2 separate regions of the Mus musculus genome follow, and region 2 is linked to region 1. A link is a contact called in public HiChIP or PLAC-seq data. All regions are on one chromosome and are shown on one strand. Each heading gives the region's core, a stretch centred on a gene start, on an enhancer-like site or on the middle of the called end of the contact. The rest is flanking DNA. Distances are from core to core; before and after follow the strand shown.

Region 1 (6,477 bases), core at 2,019-4,518:
GCTGCCTACTCTAAAGTTTATCTGCAATGCAAACATGAGTGTGCGCAGCACTGTCAAGCCATTTATGACTGTAAGGACAGCAGCACGGATTTCCTATGCTTAGCACTCGCCTGCTTCCTGCCAAGGGGAGGGCTAGATGGATGTGTGGCCTTCTGATGTGGCCGACAGAACCTAACAGGCTCTGTGCTGGTGCAGGACTGTCCAGTGTTCTCAAGTGGAAGACATAGGTGTGCTTACGAAGAAAAGTACGAGTGTTAGGCAAGGCTTGTTTGAGTCTGAGATAGCCTGTCCATTGAGTTTAATAAGTAAATTACATACACGTAAAGTGTCTTCACACAGAAACTCCATAGAAACAAGGCTATTGCCGAGAGCAATGTTGTGGCCAGTCTTGAAGGCTAAACCCGTGTTCTCATGGGAACAGTGGGCAGTACTTGAATCCAGAATTGGTTGATACATTTTTGTAATACAACTCTTGTGTATTATAGGAATCAGCTGACCCTGGCAACAGGGATGGCATTCAGAACTAACACAGGGAGTCAGAGGAACTAGGAAAACCCAGGTCACTCAGCCTATCTGGGAGGAAAAATGAGAGGCTTCTCACCTGAGTGGGCACTCCAGGCCTCAGAGTCAGGTTCACATTGGAAACACTGCTGATCTGATTCATAAGCGGCTGGCGATTCTACACACAAACACGGGCATTAGCACTCGTCGGGAGGGGGACTTTAAGACGGGGTCTTACTATGTAACCCAGGCTGACCTAGAATCCATCCATATTTTTTTGAGACACGGTTTCTCTATATAGCCCTGTCTGTCCTGTGTTTCACTCTGTAGACCAGGACTCTGCCTCCTGAGTACTGAGACTAAAGAGTAAGGTAGCTATTCCTAGCTCAATACATTTAAACAACAGGACATGTGTATTTCAAATCATCTTTTCCAATTAACAGCCCTCTCCAAAAACTTAACTCTTCTTCATTCCTCAGCCAGCCAGGGCCCCCGCCTGAGTCCCATGAGAAACTAACCTGCTGTGCTTGGAGGCGGTGCTGAAGCTGAAGTCTCAGTTGGTTTGGCTGGTTCTGCACAATGCCTGTGGGCCTGAGGCCTGGCCGTGGCTGCATACGGAGTGTGGTGTAATTTGGCCGCTGTCCCATGGTGTGAAAGTTTGGATCTTGCATGGGATTATAGCCACCCTGGGCCATTTGTGCCTGAGATGCGTACTGCTGTGGGAAAACGGGGGGCTTCTGCTCCAGCATTATGCTGGACTCCTGACTTGAGAACTGCTCTGCATCCACAGCTTGGCTCTGAAAAGAAGCCCCAAATAAGCACACAGTAAAGCTACTACTACTACTACTGTACTGAACACGAGGCTGCGCTCCCCCCCTCCTGTAAGTGATGATTTAGAAATACTGTACCAAGTTTACCAATGTATTTTTTTTTAGTTTGCCTCTACTTTTCCTTCTACCCAATGCCTCTTTGCAACTCCTCGAGGGAAGAAGCAAGGGTTGGGCTGCCTCCCTGCAGAGCTTCCTCCTTCCTTCCAGTGAGAACCTGGCAGGGCCTTTAGTGAGCAGGCAGCTGCAAATGTTTCCTCTTTTGACAGAGACACAGCCCCATGTCAGTTATTTTAACCTATGGTCACCTTAGTCACCATAAGCAATGCTGGGGAAGCAGCCTACAGTCTCCACTCTAGACACCCACAGACTTGGGGACATGAGGCCCACTCGAGGGAGACTTTCTAGCAAAGACCGGGCGGGTAGGCTGTGGTGCGTACTGTGATGTGGGACTTAAGCTCACCAGTGGGGTGATAAACTTACTGCCTATTATGTTTTGGTGAAAAGAGTTTGATATACGGTCTTACATAGCCCAAGTTGGTTTCTGACTTGCTATGCAGCCCAGGATGGGTTTCAACCATGAGTCTCTGGCCTCCACCTCCCAAGTGCTGGGATTCGAGGTCAGTGTCACAATGCCTGCCTTACACTGTGTACTGTTTACTACGCTGTTCTCTATGGTTAGTGGAACTTCTTACATGCGTACACTTTGCTATAATTCACTACTACATGCTAGACATATTCAATGTGTTTGTCATTTGATTTTTCAACAGCTTTTCTCCTACCAAAGACCTACAGAGGGAAAGGAATGGAAGGTGGTGTAAGGGCATGTAGCAGGTCCTCCCTGTGCCCTGACCAGCATCTGACAGAGTATCTGCAAGACTAGTTTGTATATATTTGGTTAATTTAATTGTCTGAAAGATGCATTTTTTTAAACCCCAAGACATGGTCTCATTATGTAGTCCCGCTGTCCTGGAACCCACTATGTAGACTGAGTTAGCTTCAAACTCACAAAGATCTGCCTGTCTCAATGAGTACTGGATTGAAGGCATGTGATACCATGCCCAGCTGATATGTGTTTTACAGAGAGAGCTGCATAAATTCCAGTTGCATCTTGCATTAGCTATTTAGTTTTTAAAAAAGTGTGTGCACATGTGAGTGATACACACATACACAGAGAGAGAGAGAGAGAGAGAAAGAAAGGAAGGAGAGAGGGAGCCAGCCCAAGCAAGCGCACACGAGTGTGTGAAGCCTGGAGGGTTTCTGGGGATGCGGCCCTTTCACTCAGTTTCTGAGACAAGGGGTCTTGTCATTTCTGCTACTGAGCTGAACATGGAAACTTCTGGCTGACTGTCCTGTTTCCATGCATAGGGAATCTAGCGCTCTCTCAGGGCGATGCTCTAGTGTCAATATGAAGATCTAATATACCCTTGTCCTTCTAGAAGCCACGACTAGACATCTGAAGGTCTTTAGAGGGCAAGCCGCAGCAGAAGTCACATCTCAAGCCGCCATCAGGTTACTGCTCTGGCAGCCTTAGTCCTTCCTTCCAGACGCCCTAGGATGATAACGCTGCCTGTGGTCTGTGGTCAGCAGGACAGCGTCAGTATACTGCCCTCTCCTCTTGATAATTAAAAAAAAAAGTGTGTATGGAGTACCACCAGCAGGGAGACCACTCCTTGTTGAAATATTTCAGAACTTTACATCTGCCCATATTTAATAGAAAATCTACTTAGGTTATTTCCATATTGATCTATTTAGTTTTTGCTCTGTTTGAGACAGGTCTCACTTCTGTTTAGAACTCACTGATTACGCTAGACTGGCTGGTGCTGTGGGAATCCTCCTGTTTCCACCGTCACAAACTCACCATTGCTGGGGTAACGTGTGTACCACTGAGCCTGGTGGTTTTCCTGGGCTCTGGGGATGTTTGTGAGACAAGAACTTTATTTCTATACTGTGTATGCAACTCTGGCTAATCTACAGTATACATGCACACCACATTTCCACCGCTGCCCCTAAGAATGCCGTCTGTAGTTCAGCTTAAACGACACGGTGACTGACCTGAGGAGAGCATTCAAAATGATGTAATACTGGTTTTAATTTTTAAAAAGTATTTCAATATTTTAGATGCCAAGACAGGTCAACTGCCATAAATTTGAGCCTAGGTTGGGCTGGGATCTCTTAAATTTCTTAAAAATCTAATCTCTTAAAACATAACCCCCGCTTCCAAAGTCCCTCAAAGTATTCCAGTCACTGAGGAACTCCAAGGACATTTAAGAATGTCACCTGCATAAACTCAAGGATAATCGCAGAAAAGCTGAACTCTAGCTGAAGCTAAAGGCGAAGCCGACCAGTCATGCAGGAAATAGGTACCCCATTTCCTTTCTGGTTTTAAGTCAGGGTGTACTGTGCAACCTCCAGTCATTTCTTTCCATTCTGCTGTTTTCAATATGAATCAACAAGTCTGAACTCCCACCTGTGTCTGCTAAACTCTGGGAATTATGACTGTTTTTAAGGTTCCAGAGTCTTCGATGACTATCACTATCCTCACAGTGACATGCTGCAGGGCCAGGCAGCCTGGCCTTGGAAGATGCTTGTGACAGGGAGACTGGCACTGGACAGGAAGGAGGACCAGGAGGAGGTTGTTTCAGATGCTGAGGGGCCATGGGGTTATTATCACAGCCTCAGGGCTTTCTCAAATCAAAGAAAGACAAAGTCTGTTACTTCTTCAAATAAACTAACGAGGGAGCAGAGAGAGAACTAGGCTCACTAGGGTGGTTGGCATCCTAAAATTGTTACGGGCGACACCCACATAAGGGTTGTAGTGTTTGGTGAGCTGCAGTCACACTTAAGATGCTTCTGCTACCTGTGTGTGAAACAGTCCTTTCTAAGTAGCGGCTGCCTGTCTCAGTGAATAGGCATGGCCGGACTGAGGCCTGCTCACATGGTCTCCCATCCCAGCATCGAGGACCAAGGCCCCCAGGAAGCAGTGACCCTGTGGCTTCTCTAACTTGTTTTCCTAATCTGCCCTTTCAGCAAGCGTGGACAAGAGGCTCTCGGCTTGCTTCTGCCTTTCTGCTTAACTTGTCTTGTGCAATGGTCCTTCCCAGGTGTTTGCTTCTTGGGCAACAGTTTATGTGAGAGTATGAGAGTAAAGAGGAGGAGTAGGGAGGCCTGCTGGTGGGGAGGGAAAAAGCATCCCAGAGAAGCCTGCAGGAACAGAGACCTTTGGCCTACGCAGTGCTTGGCCGCTCTGATGCTCTGGCCTACCTGGCTGACCAGTTCTGGTATCCCCAGAGCTCTATCAATCTCCTCAAGGCCATCGAAGTTCCGCAAGGCCAGATACAGCTGGTCAAGAAGAGCGCCCTCATCGCTTGGCGACTCTGCTGCAGGATGTGGACACAGCAGGTCATCAGGGGAGCTGCCGAAGGGCTGCCTGTAAAGAGACAAACTTCACCATGGGCTGGTAGAAATACCAGTTGACTTCACCAAACTCTTCCTCCAGCCAAGCACTGGACAGAATGAAGACTTCTGAAAATATGCATCTGAAAAATCTATTTTATTTAGTGTTAATAAAGGCCAGTTAACCAGTTATGTTTCTCCATCTTCCCATAAAGTACAGGGTTAGCTTAGCCAGGTACTCACATCTGTGCAAAGTCGGAAAGGCACCGCCGTAAAAGCTACTTTGATGTGTGTGTGTTCGGGGCTCACCTACCTAAGTTCACAGACCTGCACTGGTCTGTGTGTGTGTATCTGCTGTGCAGTGACAGGTGAATGCAGAACGCAGTGACTCATACACAGTCCTTTTCAATGCGACTACGATGAGCAAAGGAGAGAGCAGCACACTCACACACTTGAATACAATCTGGGCTTGTGAACTTGGCTGGTCTATGAAACTGTGTGTTTATGCAGAACCAGAATTTGCAAGCATTTACCAAAACTCCGAAGAAGTTTACCTGTTAGCCCTCAGGAATTAGAAGGGAATCTCAAACCTTCTAATGTAATTGCTATAAGGCAATATGTGATCTTGACACTAAGCTGCCATTTCTATGGTATCTAACATTATAATTAAGTTACCAGATTAGAGGATCTTCTAGTCACTGCAACCCTGAGAGGGGACATAATGCCAGCACTTCACCAAAGTCAGCTTTGTGCTGTAGACCTACTATGGAATCCTGTGGAGAACACACAGTTTTACAGAGAAGCTAGCTTACGTTTTATTGTGTGTGGTACTGGGAATTGAACCCAGGGCATCCTATGTGCCAGGTGAGGCATGCTCACACCCCAGAAAGCTCATTCTTAAACAAGTGGCAATCAATGTATCAAGGGACAGAGTTGTCTGGCCCTGACCCAGTTCAGTCTACTGTGTTTTCTTAGGCAGTCTAATGTGTTACTCTGACTTAGAACTGAACATGGTGTCCTGCTGAGCACCTAAACCAACAATTAATTTCAAACAGTGACAGTAGAAGGAATCATCTTTTCTGAGAATAAATTCTTAACCCTGCAGCAACCCAGTACTTACAACAGAAAACAGATGCCCAAGTTAGACACGTACACTGAATAATAAAATACTGTTTTGTGTTGTGTTGTTTGTGCTTTTTCTGAGACAGGGTCTCACTATGCAGCCCAGTTGCATGTTTCAGAAGCTCCTCCAGCAGAGTCTTGGAGGAAGTCCCTGGGCACTACAGCCTAGTGCACAGGACTCACTATGTAGCTTTGAAGTTAGAGATCCATCTGACTCTGCTTCCCAACATGCACGCACGCACGCACGCACGCACGCTCGCACGCACGCACACACACACACAGGACGACAATGTGTGGATGAAATAGAGAGAAGGTCTGACATACTGTCATATTTCAACAAAGAACTGAAAACACATAATGCAGTGTGTAAACAGTGGCAGGAGTCTTCTAGACACACCCATTCACAATGATTTACTACAGCCCAGTGTGCAGCACACACCTGTGATCCCAGCTCTCGGAGGCCCATGCAGAAGGACTGCAAGTTTGGTTTTGGTTTTCTTTTTTCTTTTTCATTTTTTATTAGGTATTTAGCTCATTTACATTTCCAATGCTATACCAAAAAGTCCCCCATACCCACCCACCCCCACTCCCCTCCCCACCTACTCCCCCTTTTTGGCCCTGGCATTCCCCT
Region 2 (6,477 bases), core at 1,090-3,589, 77 kb after region 1:
AGGAGCTCTGTATTATACAAACTCACAATTCTTGGGCCTTCTCTGATACACGTAAGAAAACACAGTAGCTAATACTTGAACGGACAAAGTGGATCTTCTGCTTGTGAGTACTGGGAAGAGGAGAGAGAGGGGACAAACATTTTGGAAATAACCTGGTTCCCAATTGTGCTCACTGGTCAAAACTATCCCAGGCAAGCGCTACTCTGATAAGATTCCAACTTTTGCCCCAACAGCTAAATAAACATTCACTTAATGTAGTAAATATACAGATTATATAAAAAATACTTATGATTCACACAAACAAAGCAGCACGATATATACCAATCAAAGTGAAGCAGAACGAGACACGTACTTAATGTGGGTGAAAGTACACAGAAAAACCAAATGGAGAGAGGACATCATATATTAGTTTAAAGTATCTGAGGTAGTAAAATGGGGTATTACTTTCCTGCAAGGAGTATTAAATTTTTATTAGAACACAGGAATCCTTTTAACTTCATCTTAAACAACACTATGGCTCCCACAGTTACCTACATGTTCAGACTCACAAACTGCACACCAGTACATGCACTGTCCACACTGACAGTTGTTAGCTTGCAAACGTTTACAAGAGTCACTTCTAAGGAAAGCATGATGAAAGACATCTTATTTGGAAGCAGAGTCTCAGTTTAATCTGACTCCTTTACAGTACCATATTGTATATTTGACTTTATAAAGAAACAGCAGGTCAGGCACACAACAACCTCATTAGAAAATGAGTTCAAGGGGGCTGGCGAGATGGCTCAGCGGTTATGAGCAGTGACTGCTCTTTCAAAAGTCCTGAGTTCAATTCCCAGCAACCACATGGTGGCCCACAACCACCCATAATGAGATCTGACGCCCTCTTCTGGTGCATCTGAAGTCAGCTACAGTGTGCCTATGTATAATAATAAATAAAAATCTTAAAAAAAGAAAAGAAAATGAGTTTGAGGCCAGCCTGGTCTACAGAGTGAGTTCCAGGACAGCCAGGGCTACACAGAGAAACCCTGTCTCAGGGAAAAAAGAAAAAAAGAAAAAAGAAAAAAAAGAAAATGACTTCAATACTACAACAGCAGCAGTTGCCAGGACTAAAGAAAACAACACACCCTACAACTACTCTCCAAGGAGATGGCGTCGGCAACTACCTTCTGCGTTCCAGATCCTCTTCTACGCAAGAGTAAGAAGACTGTATAAACAAATGTTTAAGCTAAAAATTCTTCCTCCCCAAAATGCTTTGCTCTTAGATTTACTTTTGTATAATGGCCTTAAAGTGGTCTATTAGACAGTTACTAAAAGACATATTGTATTTTCTGTCTGAAAGCCAATAATACTCATGAATTTTTTAGTGAAAGACACTTCAAGATGCCATTGGGAAGACAGTAATAAACACATTAAACAGAAGCGGGTGGTGGCTCTTTAATGTGCACTGCTATAATCAAATGAATGTCTTGACTCATAGTCACTGGTGACACAAATATTACATTGTGACATTTTCATGTCTACATCTTCCTTAAAGTGGGAGAAAGAAATTCCCCCCAAGCCCCAAATGCCTCACTGGCAAAATTCATTGCAGAATATGTAAGTGGTGTGGGGGTGGGGTAGGGTTGGGGTATATCAGTGTGACATCACTGGCTAGAGCCAGTTTCTGTTTTCTGCGTCCTCTCAGGCTAAATTCCTCAGTGCAGGCACTCACGGGGCTCTTTGAATCTAGACAGAAATAGCAAGACAATTTTTAATAAGGCATCAGATGAGAAAACACAGAAAGAGCACCACTCCTTGCACCCCATAAGCCATTTTCTCCGCACTGCAAGTGAGGTGCCTGCTTCCAGCTAACATTTTAAAATCCAATTTGCTTAAGTATAAATGTAAAGAAATCAGCAAACCAAGAGCAGAGGAAGAAGATTTATGTTAGACTTTCATAACTTGTCAAAGGTAAATTCAATGATCTTTCTTTACTGTTACTTATAATTTCTTTCTGAGACTTAACAGCCTTCCCAGTTGATGTGAGAAAATGACTAAGATGTCAAAGGCCTTCAGCCTGAGGCAATCAGCTTTGTTCCTGACCTCCATGGCGCTCTCTCTCACCCTACAGCATCTTCTTTCCTTGGGGCTTTTTGGTTAGCACTCACTCAGGAGGAGGAGGTTGCACACAGACACTTTGCACACCTCACTCTGCCTGATGTCTTGAGATGGACACATATACACCCTGTTGGTTATCTAACTTCTCTAACCTGCTTGCAAAGCAACTTCAGTCTCACAGATACCAAAGGACAGGCTGGACTCAAACTCAGGTGTGACTCAGTAACTGACACTGGCTGAGTGCCTCATACAGTGATATACGTGCCCTTCACCCGTCCTGTGTGAGCTCACCACCACTGCACACAGGAAGAGAACAAGGCACCAAGAGAACAGTTCTGAAACATGAACAAGGCACATAAGACATTTTAGAACTCAAAAGTTAATCCTGCCAGGAATGGCAATGGCACTCACCTTCAAACCCAGCACTCAAATGCAGAGGTAGGAGGGACCCAATTGTCCCTCAATTTTAATTTTAACTGTAATGTGGGCACTAAAGTGATCTGTTCAGGACATAATGATCACTGAAAAGACCAATTTATAAACTTGAATGTGTTATAGAAATTATTTTCTTAATCTAACTTATTAAAGGCTTACTTCATCATTTGATAGAATCTTTCTTTTTTTCATTGTGTAATAAACACACATCCTTCAGAACTATCCAGTGGGTCAATACATAAGACTCCATTACTGTTGTAGACCGCAGAGTTTAAAGAAAGGAAGTTGCTAGGCACTTTCTCAGGCACACCAAGATGTCTCAGTTTCACTCTAAACAGAAAACTTTCCTTGTAAAATCAGAAATAGTAATTGGCTGATTAAGAACACTAAAGTTGTGAAAGATAATTATAGAAAATGATGCCTGTAACTTTAAGCATTTCATCATAAGTACATAAGCATGAATATCCATCTTTACTGCTCTCTCAGCACTTCCTGGTGTAAACCAGACCTGCAGTGAAGGGGCTATGATTTCCCATTTTTATTTATTTAAAAAGACTTAAGGTTTTTTCTTTTTGGGGGACAGGGGTGTACTGCCTCCTGAATACTGAATACTGACTGGCCTTCACCTCAGGTCCCTGCACTTCAGGCTCCATAGCACTGACTGCAGGCATGCATCTTTACACAGCCCTACTAAGCCCTTAAGAGTGCTTCTTCACTGTTTACCTAAAAGAACATCACTCCCCCAGCTACTATAGATGTCTTACATGTCCCCGTTTAACAGGAAATTGTCCACATGACGTATCTTATTATTTCTAACAAATACATGTTTTCAAATTCAAATTTCAAGATCAATATGCAATTATAGTAACAAGTACAACTGGAATAAACTGGTTGGAAAACAAGAATCTGGCTTTACAAGAATCTGGCTTTTTGGTTGGTCTAAGACACCATCACTGGGTTCAGAAGAGTGAGGTGTCCTGAAGTAGCCACCAACTCAGAGGTGGCTGGGATTCACAGCAGGGACTACAGATGGAGGTAGGGGTACCTGCTCTGTTAGTACAACATAGGTCAATACATTAGAGTTTACACAGGGGTGCTCTATAACATCACTGAAATGACTGTATTCTAGGTATGAGAGAAAGGATAAGAGATCAAGGTGAGGAGGGAGGAGGGAGCAGAAAGCAGAGATGGGGTGTGAGTAGATGGGGGGGATTCAGCCTGTCCTAATGGAGAACATGCCACAGGCACCCGTTCTAGCACACCAGTAAACTGTTAAATCTTGCACAATGCTGTGGGTTAGAGCACACACACACACACACACACACACACACACACACACACACACAAAACTGCATATGCTCACCACTAACCTTGAAAACTTTCATGCTAAGCAATTAAAATGCATATGCACACGTCTAATTTTACATTTGTTCCTTTTTCTTAATATTAAGAAAATTAGTAAAATTAAGAATATTAAGCCACAGGCTGGAGAGATTGCACAGAAGTTAAGAGCACTGACTGCTCTTCCAGAGGTCATGAGATCAGTTCCCAGCAACCACATGGTGGCTCACAACCATCTGTAATGAGATCTGATACCCTCCCTTCTGGTGTGCCTGAAGACAGCTACAGTGTACTCATTAAATAAATAAATCTTAAAAAAAAAAGAATATTAGGCCACTAAGTTTTATCTGTATGAGCATTTTAAAAATGTTTAAATTTGTTTTCTTTGGTTTTGAGACAGAATTTCTCTGTGTAGCCCTGGCTGTTGTGGAACTCACTCTGTAGACCAGGCTGGCCTCAAACACAGAGATCTGCCTGGCTCTGCTTCTTGAATGCTTCAATTAAAGGCATGTGCCACCACGGCACCACCATGCAAATAAAGAATAACTTTTAATGGCTCTATAATTTCTCATACGAGTAAACCATAAATATTTAACCAGTTCCTATTTTCCAGTTTCTTTGTTTCGAGTTAACAGCATAGTGAATTCCTTCTATGTAACTCAATCCACTTCTGCCTGTCTCCTTTAAACCTGTGAGGACTAGAGCACACAGACTGTGCATGCTATACATATATGTGTGGCCCTGCCAGACTGTCTTCCAAGCCAGCTGCATCCCCTGACAGCAAGCACTCTTGCAGGACCTCCTGCCTCACAGCCAACACTGAGAGCAACACTGAGCTCTAGAAAGGCTTTGCTCATTTGAAAATTAAAGCACAGTTCAGCTTTACAGTTTAGACTGGTCAGCAGAAACCAGGTGTCTCTGCATTCCCTACAAGATTTCTGGCCGCACTGTAGGAATACTGTAGATGCAGAAGTATGCTTCACATCCATGTGCTATTGTAGAGATGAGAGCAAAATGGGAGTCTGGAGTTGGAGAGCCGGTCCCAATAAGCAGCACTTGTTGCTCCTGTAGAGGACCCAGGCTGGGTTCTCAGCACCCACAAAGTGACTGAGAGAATCTTAATCCAGCTACAGAGGACCTGAAGTCCTCTTCTGGCCCTCAACACCAGGCATGTGCATGCTATACACATGTACAGTGAACACATAAAAAATAAAAACAGGTGGATTCCTAGAGGTCCTCAAACTTGGACAGCAAAGGAATCAGCAGAGGAGTCTGCAGACAGCACTGCCTTTTCTGGCTCCACTCCAGACTGTGGGTGATGACCTGGGATCACAAAGACCTAACAATGTCTACAACTACTGGGCAAGAAGACGACAGGAGCGAAGCCAGTGTGATAATATGCTGTGTCAATCAACTACTGGTTCTTTTTGGCTCTCTGACAGGCTACCTCTTCCTTGTAGTGCAGTCCTCTAGAAGTTGCTGGATTCTCACATACAGAGAGTATGCAGAAGAGCTGGAAGCCACTATCCAACTAGAGGTGCACTGCTTAAAAACCCAGCTCCTGTGGAACATGCTCTCCACCCACAACCATAATTAGGTTTTTTTGTTTGTTTTGTTTTGTTTTTTTGTCAACTTAAGTTAGAGCTATCAGAGGAGAAGAGGGAACCTCAACTGAGAAAAAGCCCTCATCAAATTGGCCTGCAGGCAAGCCTGTGGGACATTATCATGGCTAATGCCTGATGTGGAAGGGTCCAGACCACTGGGAGCAGAGCTGCCCACCTAGGCAGGTGGCCGGGTGTGTATAAGAAAGCAGTCTGTGCAAGCCATGAGGAGAGACTGAGTAAGAAACATTCTCCCATGGTCTCTCCTCCAGTTCCTACTTCCATATTCCTGGTCCTTAATTCCTTTCATGAAGGACAAGGACTATAAATAACAACATTCCTGTCCATCTCCTCTCCTTTTGTGGAGCTTCGCCAGCATCCCGTAGTCGCCACACAGTCTTTTACATCAGTGAAGATCTGGCTTCTGAATAGCTCTTCCTTCCCAGCCGTAATCTGGTTGTTTCCCTGAGTGACTTCAAAGGCTGTGAAGAGCTAGTAATTACTGTCTCCAAAGGTCTGATCAGACTTCCATTTTACTTCAGCCATGGTTAGCTCTTATCCTCCTTTCAGGTGTACCCACTTGAATGTCACCTCGTCCCCCAGCCCCTGAAGAGACCAGTACTTTTAGTCTCCTCATGTGACCGTCACTGGTATGAAGAACTGGGATCCTTTTTCTCACTGACTTTCCATCATCCCTAGCTCCCGTGACCTACAGTGCTTCTGTTTCTCGTAGAAGGGGACAGATGGGGACTGATGGAGCATACCACATGTTCTCGGGAGAGACAGCCCCACAGACTCCTCATGGTTTATGACACTGCTCCTAGTCCTGTCAGAAACGTCGTTATTCTCAGGTCAGCCTGTGTTTCCAGCTTTCATGGAGTCAATCTCAGAAGATACTGATCCCTTTCCTTCTGCCATCTCAGAGGATACCCGACTTATTCTCACAGACCACTGCCAGCCATTTCTCCTTCCCACCCCTAGGTTCTCCAAGATATTACTGTAA

The links. HiChIP or PLAC-seq counts read pairs in DNA pulled down with a chosen protein or histone mark.
Region 2: a contact with region 1 is called in a CTCF HiChIP or PLAC-seq map of CD8 T cells, with 7 read pairs. The contact joins two enhancer-like sites. A contact is called at or near these places in 1 of 15 datasets of contacts at CTCF or cohesin (CD8 T cells), 17 of 484 Hi-C or Micro-C datasets (2-cell embryo, B cells, CD8 T cells and 6 more), 5 of 115 datasets of contacts at active chromatin or transcription factors (the HPC-7 cell line, embryonic stem cells and memory CD8 T cells) and 4 of 9 other capture datasets (adipose tissue, embryonic stem cells, liver and 1 more).

The regions. Positions count from the first base shown.
Region 1 is chr1:13,151,778-13,158,254 of GRCm38.p6, forward strand. Ncoa2 (nuclear receptor coactivator 2) reads right to left here. Exons shown (of 23, transcript NM_008678.3): 16 at 4,593-4,758; 17 at 1,020-1,298; 18 at 602-679. Among named protein-coding and RNA genes, the nearest start is that of Prdm14, 28 kb to the left of the region's middle. Within about 2 kb of position 3,269, at least 48 of the 459 cell types and tissues checked have an H3K27ac peak or open chromatin away from gene starts, as enhancers often do. A contact at or near this core is called in CD8 T cells and memory CD8 T cells, where this site is marked.
Region 2 is chr1:13,229,317-13,235,793 of GRCm38.p6, forward strand. The region is part of intron 2 of Ncoa2 (nuclear receptor coactivator 2); the gene reads right to left. Among named protein-coding and RNA genes, the nearest start is that of Gm23169, 100 kb to the right of the region's middle. Within about 2 kb of position 2,340, at least 21 of the 459 cell types and tissues checked have an H3K27ac peak or open chromatin away from gene starts, as enhancers often do. A contact at or near this core is called in CD8 T cells and memory CD8 T cells, where this site is marked.